2 separate regions of the Rattus norvegicus genome follow, and region 2 is linked to region 1. Evidence: chromatin contacts called from public Hi-C data. All regions are on one chromosome and are shown on one strand. Each heading gives the region's core, a stretch centred on a gene start, on an enhancer-like site or on the middle of the called end of the contact. The rest is flanking DNA. Distances are from core to core; before and after follow the strand shown. Region 1 has its middle 24 kb from the start of Hhipl2. Region 2 holds the start of Hlx (H2.0-like homeobox).

Evidence for each region. A called contact is a pair of places that touch in the nucleus more often than the background predicts.
Region 2: a contact with region 1 is called in a Hi-C map of the A7r5 cell line, with 5 times the contacts expected there. The contact joins the promoter of Hlx here to the enhancer-like site in region 1. A contact is called at or near these places in 5 of 12 Hi-C or Micro-C datasets (the A7r5 cell line, the Rat2 cell line, frontal cortex and 2 more).

Annotation. Positions count from the first base shown.
Region 1 is chr13:97,607,445-97,612,787 of GRCr8, reverse strand. No RefSeq gene overlaps it. Among named protein-coding and RNA genes, the nearest start is that of Hhipl2, 24 kb to the right of the region's middle. Within about 2 kb of position 4,092, at least 52 of the 93 cell types and tissues checked have an H3K27ac peak or open chromatin away from gene starts, as enhancers often do. A contact at or near this core is called in the A7r5 cell line and hepatocytes, where this site is marked.
Region 2 is chr13:98,814,082-98,819,271 of GRCr8, reverse strand. Hlx (H2.0-like homeobox) reads left to right here and starts at 2,008. Exons shown (of 4, transcript NM_001077674.1): 1 at 2,008-2,912; 2 at 3,613-3,792; 3 at 4,448-4,632. The coding sequence starts at 2,330.

The DNA.
Region 1 (5,343 bases), core at 2,843-5,342:
TTTGGCCCCTTTTTTCTTGAGCCTTTTGCTCAGTCCCCAGCACGGAAGCAGAGACCACTCTCCAGAGACAGCCTGGTCACGTTAAAGCTTCAAGTCGACAAAACTGTCCCAAGCTGGGGACTGGCAGCGCAAACAGGAGCCCGAGTGACAGGGCCCTTCCCTCTGGACTGTCACCACAACACACTGTCCATGCCGGATCTCATATGACTGGGCACCAGATGGCTCAAATTCACCTGCAAGGCCAGGCCTGCTGCGAGACTTCGTCTAATTGTGTGTTTTGATCATTTGGAATCTGCAGCCAGAGCCTCTGGCGGCAAATGTCCTTCTCCACCAGTTCAGGCAAGAAAATGTACCTGCCGTCGTCATGGCGTTTGCTTCACTGGGCTGCTGACTTATTTTAAGAACTAAATCGCTCCTGTTACTCTATTTTCCTCTTCAGGAGTGAGAGACTCCAAGACTGGTATAATTTGTAGCCAGGGCTGGCATCCTCTTATGTGGTGAACTAGCGCCACCTACTGACTACTCACTTCACAGCAGCCAAGAGGACAGCAAGGTCCTCTTGTAGGGAAAAGTTCTCTACTTACTACTCAGCAGGCAGACTTTGCCTGGAAGTCTTGTACTGTGCACTTTTTAATCTTTAATGTAAATAAACTGGGACCATGTCACCAAGAAGGAAGCTGGGCGAGCTCTTTACTTGCGAGCCCTGCCTCACCCCTTTCTCTTTAGCCGCCTTTGCTTATAAATGATGACCTCGTGACAGAGAAGCTGATGTCGTCCCCAGGCAACCCAAGCACAGACATGGAGAAAGATGGCCCTCCCAAGGGACCCGTGCAACTTTCTTGTCTTTAACCTTCCTGCTCAAGGTCTCTAAACTTGGAGTGCAAGATTACCCTCCCGGTACCCGTGGCCCTTCCCATCCAAGAGGTAGAAAGTGTTTCCACATAGTCACTAAGCATAGATAGGCTACTTACCAGGAAGCCTCCATGGTACTTACTCATTCCCTGCCCAGTGCATGAACCCCGAGCTGGTACTCACCATCGAACAGATGCCTTACAGATATTTAGAGACTGAGATTTACTGACCTTGGTACCACAGGGTCAAAGTGGTCTGTGTCACTGTGAAGCTGTCTGTTCGCCACAAACACTTAACACTCCCCCTCTTTTGCCAAGGAGATGCCAGTAGCAACCCCAATCCCCAGCTCCATCCTGAAACAACTATTGAAATATCTGCAGGTGTTCCCGTTGGCTCCCTGGGGTGGGAGATGCAAAATCATCCCTGATTGGAAACCCTGGGTCTGGAACTCAGGTTCCCAAGGCTGGTGGTTTGGATGTAAAATGTCCCCCATAGTCTCATGTGTTTAAACACTTTGTCCCAGTAGGTGGCGCTGTTTGGGAGGTTGGCCATGGAGCTCAGGACATGGGAGTCTGTAGGGGCAAACCCTTCGGTTTGTAGGCAGGTCCTGCTTGGAACTTACTCTCTGTTCCTAATTCTCCTTCTACTTCCCTGAATGAGGAACAAGCCACACCACAAGCTCCGACCACCACAGGTGTACTGCCTTTCCCACCATGAAGAGCTATAGCTCCTAAGTCATGCACCAAAATAAACCTCCCCTCTCTTAAATTGCTTCTATGAGGTATTCTGTCATGGGGGGGCGGGGAGTAACTAATACACTGGGGAATGGCCAAAAGAAAGGGATGTGGGGGTTGAGGAGCAATGAGAGGAGGAGTGGGGGAGGAGGAGTGGGAGGAGGAGGAGGAGGAGGAGGAGGAGGAGGAAGGGTGGGGAGGAGCAGGAGGAGGAGCCACTACTATAAACTACCATTTAACACAAAGTTGTCTTATAAAAGGCACAAGTCTTGTCCCAAGAACTTTGTGACCTCTTACTATTTAACCCATGAATAGTCTATACCAGCTCCTTAGGGAAATATTTCGGTTATACATGAAGAAACTGAAGTTCAGAAATGTCATGTCACTTGACTGAGGTCACCCAGCCAGCAGTAGCAGAACAGCCATAGAAAACCAGGATTTCCTGACCCCAAGATGAGAAATAACACTATCTCCCACTCCAGGACAAAAAGTTCTAGAGCCACCCGATTCTCCACCATCCTGCTTGTCTTCCAGCGCTGTCCGAACAATTTATCTGAATTTAAACATATGCAAAGGCTTAACCACTCTCTAAAGAAAACCTGAAGAAACCTGAAGTTTTCATGTGGAGGCGTTTCTGTTTGAGCTCTGAGAGTTTCTTCGGCTGTTTCCATCGGCTCCCTGGGGTGGAAGGTACAAAGTCGTCCCTGATTGAAACCCTGAGTCTGGAACTCGGGTTCCCAAGTCTGGTGGTTGGATGTAAAATGCCCCCCATAATCTCATGTGTTTAAACACCTGGCCCCAGTAGGTGGCGCTGTTTGGGATATTAATAATGTGTGATTATACATGTACAGAAAGACTCTGCATGAGTAAATAATGCTCCCCCAGAAGACGTAAGTTACAAATGACGAACTCCGAACCAGGCAGGCAATCCCTCCCTGAGAGTTATTGGTTAAGGAGGCTCCCAGAGGCACCCAACACAACACAGGCTTCTGCCATTCCTCTTGGTCGCCTTCCAGAACTAGACAGTGAGACCCTGTTGCTGAAGACAGCACTCCCTTACAATCCAGAACATAGAGAAACAACCCAAGCTGACCAGGACACTCTGCTGGCTAGCTTACCTAGGCCAGAGGTGCTGTGCCAGCCTCTGGAGGGGAAAAGTCACCAACAATCTCACACGGCTGTGATCCTTGCCACACTGGCCTGACAGAAGTGTCCACTGGAACACAGAGGCATGACAGCTAAGGCCGTAACCAACGGTTCTCTGGTTGGATGTGAGGCCTGCTCCATGAGAGATATTTCATCCTTCATACTGTAAACCTGGTCAAAAGCCCATGACTGAGGAGAACACAGGCCTGTCTGTGGGGTATGGGGTACCTACTGATGTTGCTTTGCTTTGCTGGTTTGTTTTGTTTTGTTTTGGTTTGGTTTGTTTTGTTTTGGTTTGGTTTGGTTTGGTTTGGTTTGGTTTGGTTTTTTGCTAAATGGCCATGCTATCAAACCACCTTCTTAATATGTATATTTATGTCCGTAGACTCCTGATGCTTTCACCTTCAGTCAGAGAAGCTTCCTTTGGCAGTGCGCCGTGGTTCCTGTAAAGACTCATAACAGGTCAGTGGGTCAACTAAAAACAACCGAGCACTCAGCTGTGGCTGGATCACCTACACCAACCTCCCACAATCCAGTGCTCAGCTGGCCACTGCGCGGGAGCTGTGAAACACCGACTTCGGGGCATGACATAACTGTTGCATGTATCAAATCACATTAGCTGTGGTTACCTGCACAAAAGCAAGCCAGTCAAAATTACAGCACGGGGAGGGGAGGGGTCCCCAAGTCCCCACCAGCCACATGGGAGAAGCTATTGGGTAGCTGCTGAGGAATGCGGCCACTGAACCGCTCCTCATGCCCTAGTGGATCGCCCATATTCATGTGCATGCGAGCAGCACTCACTGGGTTCAAAGGGCGATCGATACAAAAAAATAAAAATAAAAGATGCGGAGCTGGGAAGGAGAGGGGTTGGGGCCCTAGAGAAATCTGGAGGAGGCAGTAGATGAGTGAATATAATACGGTACTCTCCTGGAATAAAAATACCACTTAAACGGACAGGAGAGATGCAGTGGGAAACGGATTCCTGAGATGTTTCCTTAGGATGCTTCTAAAGAAACACACACGGATGCTAGGCACCCTAACTGTGTTTTAGAAGTGGCACGGGGAGCGGGGGGGATCCTGGGATGTAACAAAAGCAAGAAGAGGGCGGGTTGGGGAAGGCCGGCCTGCTACTGAGCCGAGGTGTTACTTAGTTCGCTAGAAATGAGTGTCTGAAGCTCCACCCTTTCTGAGGGAGCGTGCTCCTGGAAACAAAACTGGCAGCCTGGAGGCTCCAGGCCTGCAGTTACGCAGGTCGGCCGGTGAGAGGCACTGTGGCGCCGCCCTAACGCCGGCTGGGGAGGAGAAGTCGCTGAGCCTCCCACACTTGGCCTTGGGACTGTGGCCCGCTGAACCAAGACACCGCCCTGCGCTGTGGCTGACACGTGGCAGCCCCAGTTCGCCAGCCCAGCCTGGCTCCAAAGTCCTGTCCCGCCGAGGGCAAGGGCGGGGGAGGGACTCCCAAGAAAGTTTCTGCCTGCTTTCCTGGATGCTAGAACAACACCCTCTGAGCAGGGACATTTGGGGTAGAGGGCCGAGAATCCTTTCTGAACTCATGAATTCTCCGGACTCGGGATTTTTCACCCAGATCTCAGGGCCAGGGCTTGATAAAGGATACACAGACGGAAGGCCACTTGAAGTATGACTGTACCGAATGAAGATGAGAACAACCATACCTCCACTTAGAAAACTTCGAACTGAAGAAGAGAAAGAATGTAAACTCAACTGCGTACAGTGTTTGAACATGCTGGGAGAAGTAAATGCATAATTACAATTAATTTCCCCTCTCTTGTGAGCGTGGTTTTAGCTTATCAGAATGTAATGCTATCCAAGAACTCTATGCACCCATTTACCGGAAGAGGAAGAGGAAAAAGAAAGTTCCCAGTGAAGCTCTAATGCATTTTCAGGAGCCACCGCAACCGCGTGCAAGGCTGTAGCTGAGACACCCGGGCCCACGCTGTGTGTTTACCAGCCTTGCTCTAAGTGTCCAGCTCCTGTTAGCACCCGTGCTGTAATCTGTGTTTAAAAGCCTCTTCATAATAAACCCCAGCTCTGCTTCTAGCGTCCTCTCCTAAAGCGGTTTTCTGCATCACAGCTGAGCGCTCTGGCTTCACCTGAGAGGTCTCAGCACTCCGCAAGGCTGCCGTGGGTGGGGCATGGAGCTGACACCAGCCGCACCAGCATCACTTCACCTAATCATTCTGAAGTCCCTACTGCTCCCGCCCCGCCCCACCAGTTGCTCTACAAACACCTGGTCCCTTGTTTTTGCTTTTGTTTTCTTTCCTTTCTGGACCTTTCAACTCCATAAATTCTGAGAAAACTGAGCACACGCTGGCCTCACTGTGCCCTATAGGCTTTCTAAGAGCCATGCCCTTCCTTGAAAGCTCACTGCCTGACTATAGGTGACTTAAGTTCATCAAGAACCCTGGGCCAAGGAAACTCTCTGCCCCTCCTCCAGCTTCCCAGAATTTCAGAGAATCCTTTCAGTTCCAGTTTAGTTCTCTGGGCCCACCCACCATCCTCCCATTCCAACGACTTCAGAATAGAGCTGGAAAAATAACTCCCCGGTTACCGCTCTTGCGAATGACCCAGGATTCTTCCTGTTCCCTTCTCA
Region 2 (5,190 bases), core at 759-3,258, 1.2 Mb before region 1:
AGAGGGGAAGGAGGTGGGAGCTTTATTTCTAGAGGAGGAGGAGAAGGTGCAGGCCTCTGAGCGAAGCGCGGTTTTGAACTGGGACTTGGCTATAGGCCCCTCGCTGTCTGGACGTCTGAGGTTAAACTGGAATCGCAACCGAATTACAAAGGCTGCTAGAAAAAACCAGAGAGCAGGGCAGCCTAGATACTCTCTCCCTAGACAAGTGACTTGCTCTCTCTCTCTAATGCCCAGTGAAGTTAATAAACCGGTCTCACACCGCATCACACTAGATCTTTAGCCCAAATACAGCCTCCGGTGGCCCCTGTACTTGTTACAAGTCCACCCCTTGCTAGACAGGACTTCCGGCCCCTCTCGTCCCAGGCACCGCTGCCCTCAACTGTCTGTATTCCTCCATCCCTTGATATAGTGCCCCTGTCCCTGATGCTGGGACATCATATCCTGTGATTGATTAGCCACTGATTGCTGTCCGGGAGAAAGGCGTCCGCTAATGATGACAACACCGGCGACCAAAGCTCCGAAGCTGTTAGACATCAACTCAGGAGCCCACGTCAATCTGAGCTGATAGTAACCTGGCAGTTCCCTGGCGGTTTCAGGTTTTTGGTATCTTATTGCTGAGGGGGAAATAAGCCTGCCTTGAGCTATCATTCCGGAGACACTCATTTGGACAATCGAAAACAAAAGATTTGGCGGTTTCGTTATTGTCGTTATTTTGTTTTCTTCCTGAAATGCTCAACAACAGCTCATCTGGATGGCCTGTGGTCTGTTTGGGAGAGGGGCGGGGAAATCCATTCTGACTATAATTTAAAAGAGAACGAATTCTTAAAATAGAGATATGGATGCGACAGAAAACCCCCACTACACCCGGCCTGAGTTCTAAAGACCCCTAGTGAGAATGGAAGGCGCTGGCTGTAGAGGCTCGGACAGTGCCTCCCGCCAACAGGCCAGAGCGGATCCTGGAAAAAACTGCCACCGAATTAAAAGTAGGCATTTAATCTCAGAGGCAACCGCTCCCTGGCACTTGCAAAATGTAGGACCCCACGTGACCCGGGGATGTGGTGGCCGCGGAGGGTGGCACTTCCTATAAGGTGCAGAGAGGGGACACGCGTGCTGCTCTCCCGGGGCTGCACTCCTTGTTGATTCCGAGGCTCGGGGCAAAAGTTTGGCTCTGTCTAAGGGAGACGTTTGGAGCCATCTATCTTATTTTGTTTGAAAAGTCACTCTTTCAAGTTGTCACTAGAATGACAGCTCAGAATAAAACTAATTTGCGGCCGGCCCTCCTCCTGGCTTCTCGGAGGAGCTCCCGTGAGCTGAGAGGCCAGCGGACTATAGTAGATTTGGGTCGGGATTTTGGGTTGTAGGGGCGCTGAGAAGATGGAGGCCTTTACCTAGGACTTGTGATAAAAGCACTTGGAGAAAAGTAGAGAGAAGGAAAATCGCGTGAGAGCAGAATACGGAAGGGACAGCCTGTGGACCGCCAGCGTGGTCTGTTGGGGCGTTTGGGGGTTAGGGGGTGCAGTACATCAGAGTACAGGAGCCTCAGTGATCTCCTCCTTCGCAGCTCCAGAAAAACTCCTGAGACGGACTCCGAGGCTCTGCGGGTGGCGGGTCCCCGAGCTGCAGGGGATAGAGGACAGCCAGAGGCCCTAGGAGTCGACTTTCGGCCCCTAAGCGGCTCCCAGATACTCTCAGGACTCTGCTCAGCCCACGCGGCCGCAGAAAACACTTTGGCGTGGCCAGGGCGTGGCTGAGCGTGGGGCCACGCCCCCTCTTTCCCAATTCCCCTCCACTCCGGAGTCCCATTGGTCACGAAGACAGCCAATGAGCGCACGGATCAAGGTCCTACCCCGGGTCTGACTCGAAAGCTCCTGCCAAAACTTTGGGAGTTTTTAGAGAGGAGTTTTTTTTTTTTTCCTTTTTTTTTTTTTTAAACTAACGGATGATTATTGTTGTTTTAAATTTAGCTCTTAGGGCTTAGCTGTTTGGGTTTTTCTTTCGGTGTCGGGCCCCTGTCTCCCCGGCTTCTGCGGAGTAGCAGAACGAGGCCGCGTCCGCCGCCTCGCCCCAGCGCCGGGCGATCGCCTCCATCCACCGGACGGAGAGCTTGCCCGCCGCGCCGCCTTTCAAGCCAAGCCAGGGGCCCAGGCCGTGGCGGGCGGCGATCGGGCCCTCGCCACGTCCCTCGGTGGCGCTAGGGCTCCCGGGCTGGCCCTCCGCTTCGGGGCGAGCGGAGAAGCGAAAGCAGCTCGGGCTGGGCTGGGACACCGCCTCTCCCCGAGCACCCACCCACTTCCCCACTCACCCAAGACCCCGCCGGGATCCTGCCAGGATGTTCGCAGCCGGCCTGGCTCCCTTCTACGCTTCCAACTTTAGTCTCTGGTCAGCCGCCTACTGCTCCTCCGCGGGCCCGGGCGGCTGCTCCTTCGCCTTGGACCCGGCCGCTGTCAAGAAACCCTCTTTCTGCATCGCGGACATCCTGCACGCCGGCGTCGGGGAGCCGGGACCCGCTGCAGAGGGACTGGTGGGGGCCTCGGCAGCCCTCACCGCACACTTGGGCTCCGTGCACCCGCACGCTTCCTTCCAAGCTGCCGCCAGATCCCCGCTCCGTCCCACCCCGGTGGTGGCGCCCTCAGAAGTCCCGGCTGGATTCCCTCAGCGGCTGTCTCCGCTCTCTGCCGCCTACCACCAGCATCTCCCGCAGCAACCACCAACGCAGCAACAGCAGCCGCAGCAACAGCCCCCGCCTCCACCCCGGGCGGGCTCCCTGCAGCCGCCGACTTCGGGGACGCGGGTGGTCCCCCACCATAGCGGCTCCGCCCCTGCCCCCTCCAGCAAAGACCTCAAATTTGGTATTGACCGAATTTTGTCTGCAGAATTTGACCCAAAAGTCAAGGAAGGCAACACTCTGAGAGGTACGTATTGCTGGAAGGCCTCAGGCCTCACAACCACCAAAGACGGCCTGATGTCATGTTGGTTTGGGGTGCTTTTATATTTAAAGACAAAACGGTAGAATGAGGGTGATGAAAACGAAATTAAAGAAGACTGTGTGACATGTAAAAGTCAACTATTCCATGTTTTAAAAAAAATACTTTCGGGTTGCTTTAACAGCACAAACAAAAGTTTTGCAAAAGTGTGTGCGATCCACCTTTTGAATGAAATAAGTGCAGAAAGACCTAGATCTTTCTGACAGGGAAATCTCAGCATCGGGACACTTTGCATTTATTTGATTTCCGGTAAAATCCTTAAGAATTGCGGGAAAAGCAAACCGGCTAGTCTAAGCTCTTGACGGGAGAAGGCTGAGTGGGGGGCCTGAAGGGTATAAATATAGGGTTTGTAGAATTCCTGGAAGGCGTCCGAAAATTACCACCTTAGCAACATTTTATGAAAAGCCTTTCCTTGCTGTGGGATGAACTGGACATTCTTGACACACACCCTGGGGCAATTCAGGCCCCACTGGCGGTTGTCTCAGACAGCCTTTCTTGTGAATAAGGGGTTCTTTTGGAGTTCGGCAGGCTAAAACTGGATCAAGGAAGAAGGGAAAGGAGGAACAAATCTGCCTAGAGTGTATGAGTTTGTGCAAGGTGTAACCGACTCTTCTTTCGCCCTGCCCAGATCTCACATCGCTGCTAACTGGTGGGCGGCCCACAGGGGTGCATCTGGCTGGCCTGCAGCCTTCGGCGGGACAGTTCTTCGCATCTCTAGATCCCATTAGCGAGGCGTCTGCCATCCTCAGCCCCTTAAGCTCCAACCCAAGAAATTCTGTTCAACATCAATTCCAAGACACGTTTCCAGGTAGAAAATTTTCTGAGTTCAGCCGGTGCTGCAAAGGCCAGCGGCAGTGCGGAAACCCCTAGTAGTTGGGGTGGAAGCCTCCTAGGTCCTCTGAGAGAAACTAAATGTTCTTTTTAGTGGTGCATTTGGAGAAGACCATGCTAGGGGAGCCAAGACAGTGTGTATGGGTGTGAGTCACCACAGTCCCTATTCTTTTCGCCCAGAGAGGGTGGTTTGAAAATAAAGTATTCAAAGTATTCTCTCTCTCTCTCTCTCTCTCTCTCTCTCTCTCTCTCTCTCTCTCTCTCTCACACACACACACACACACACACACACACACACACACACACACACCATTCTGCTTGACTGGTTATATCTTCTCTGAAAGACAATACCAGGGGAGTTGTCACTGCCATTCGGGCCACAGGGACAATTCCAACTGTTTCAGCATGTCGACGGCTTTGTTTTTGGTTTGTGCATTTCTCTTGAACCTCTACAAAGTGGCCTGAAAATATCTGTAAACATCTTCCTTAGGCCATTCCTAAACAAACAAAGGAGTAGTGAGGCGAGTGGCAATGCAAAAACACCTTTAAATATCTCTGAGACCAGAAGGCAGGAAGGCTGTGGCCTTAACACCAAAACGTGGCCCTGAATCTCTCTTCCTGCTGGTTGGCAGGTCCCTATGCTGTGCTTACCAAGGACACCATGCCACAGACGTACAAGCGGAAGCGCTCCTGGTCCCGTGCTGTCTTTTCCAACCTGCAAAGAAAAGGCCTGGAGAAGAGGTTTGAGATCCAGAAGTACGTGACCAAACCAGATCGAAAGCAGCTGGCGGCCATGCTGGGCCTCACGGATGCACAGGTACTCTCTCCGCTATCTCCAGGCTTCTCCCGCAGGCATTAAATGGTAAACGAGGCGAGGGCGTCAGGCCTCCTCCACTCGAGCTCGTCATCGCCTCCAGCAATCTAAACACAAGGTCTTGAATTTCTTGAGGCTCGAGGCTCTTGTGGTGAAGCAACTCAAAGCAAGGGGAGAGGCGGGTAGGGACGGAGATAAAGGGGAGGGACAACGACCCATTTCTGAAGATGTGTGTCAACAAGCACGCTTGTTTATTTTGGCCAAGTGGCCAAAAAACCTCGGAGAAAGCAAATAGGCCTCGGGAGATAATAATTATGCACTCGAGTGGAGCGTACTTCTCGGCAGTGGAGCGTAGTAGGAAGAGATAATAAAAGCAAAGTCAATAGCTTGTTGTTGGTCCCCGCCACCCCCACTGCATTGTGAAATCCCACTTGTGAGGAACTGAAAATATAATTTCAAACGGAATGGCTTAGTGTTACTTTAAGACAGGGATGGGGCAGCCACAGTCCCGCTTTCTGTCAACCCAGTCTCTGAAGATAGTGTCTGTTGGCAATGGAGTTG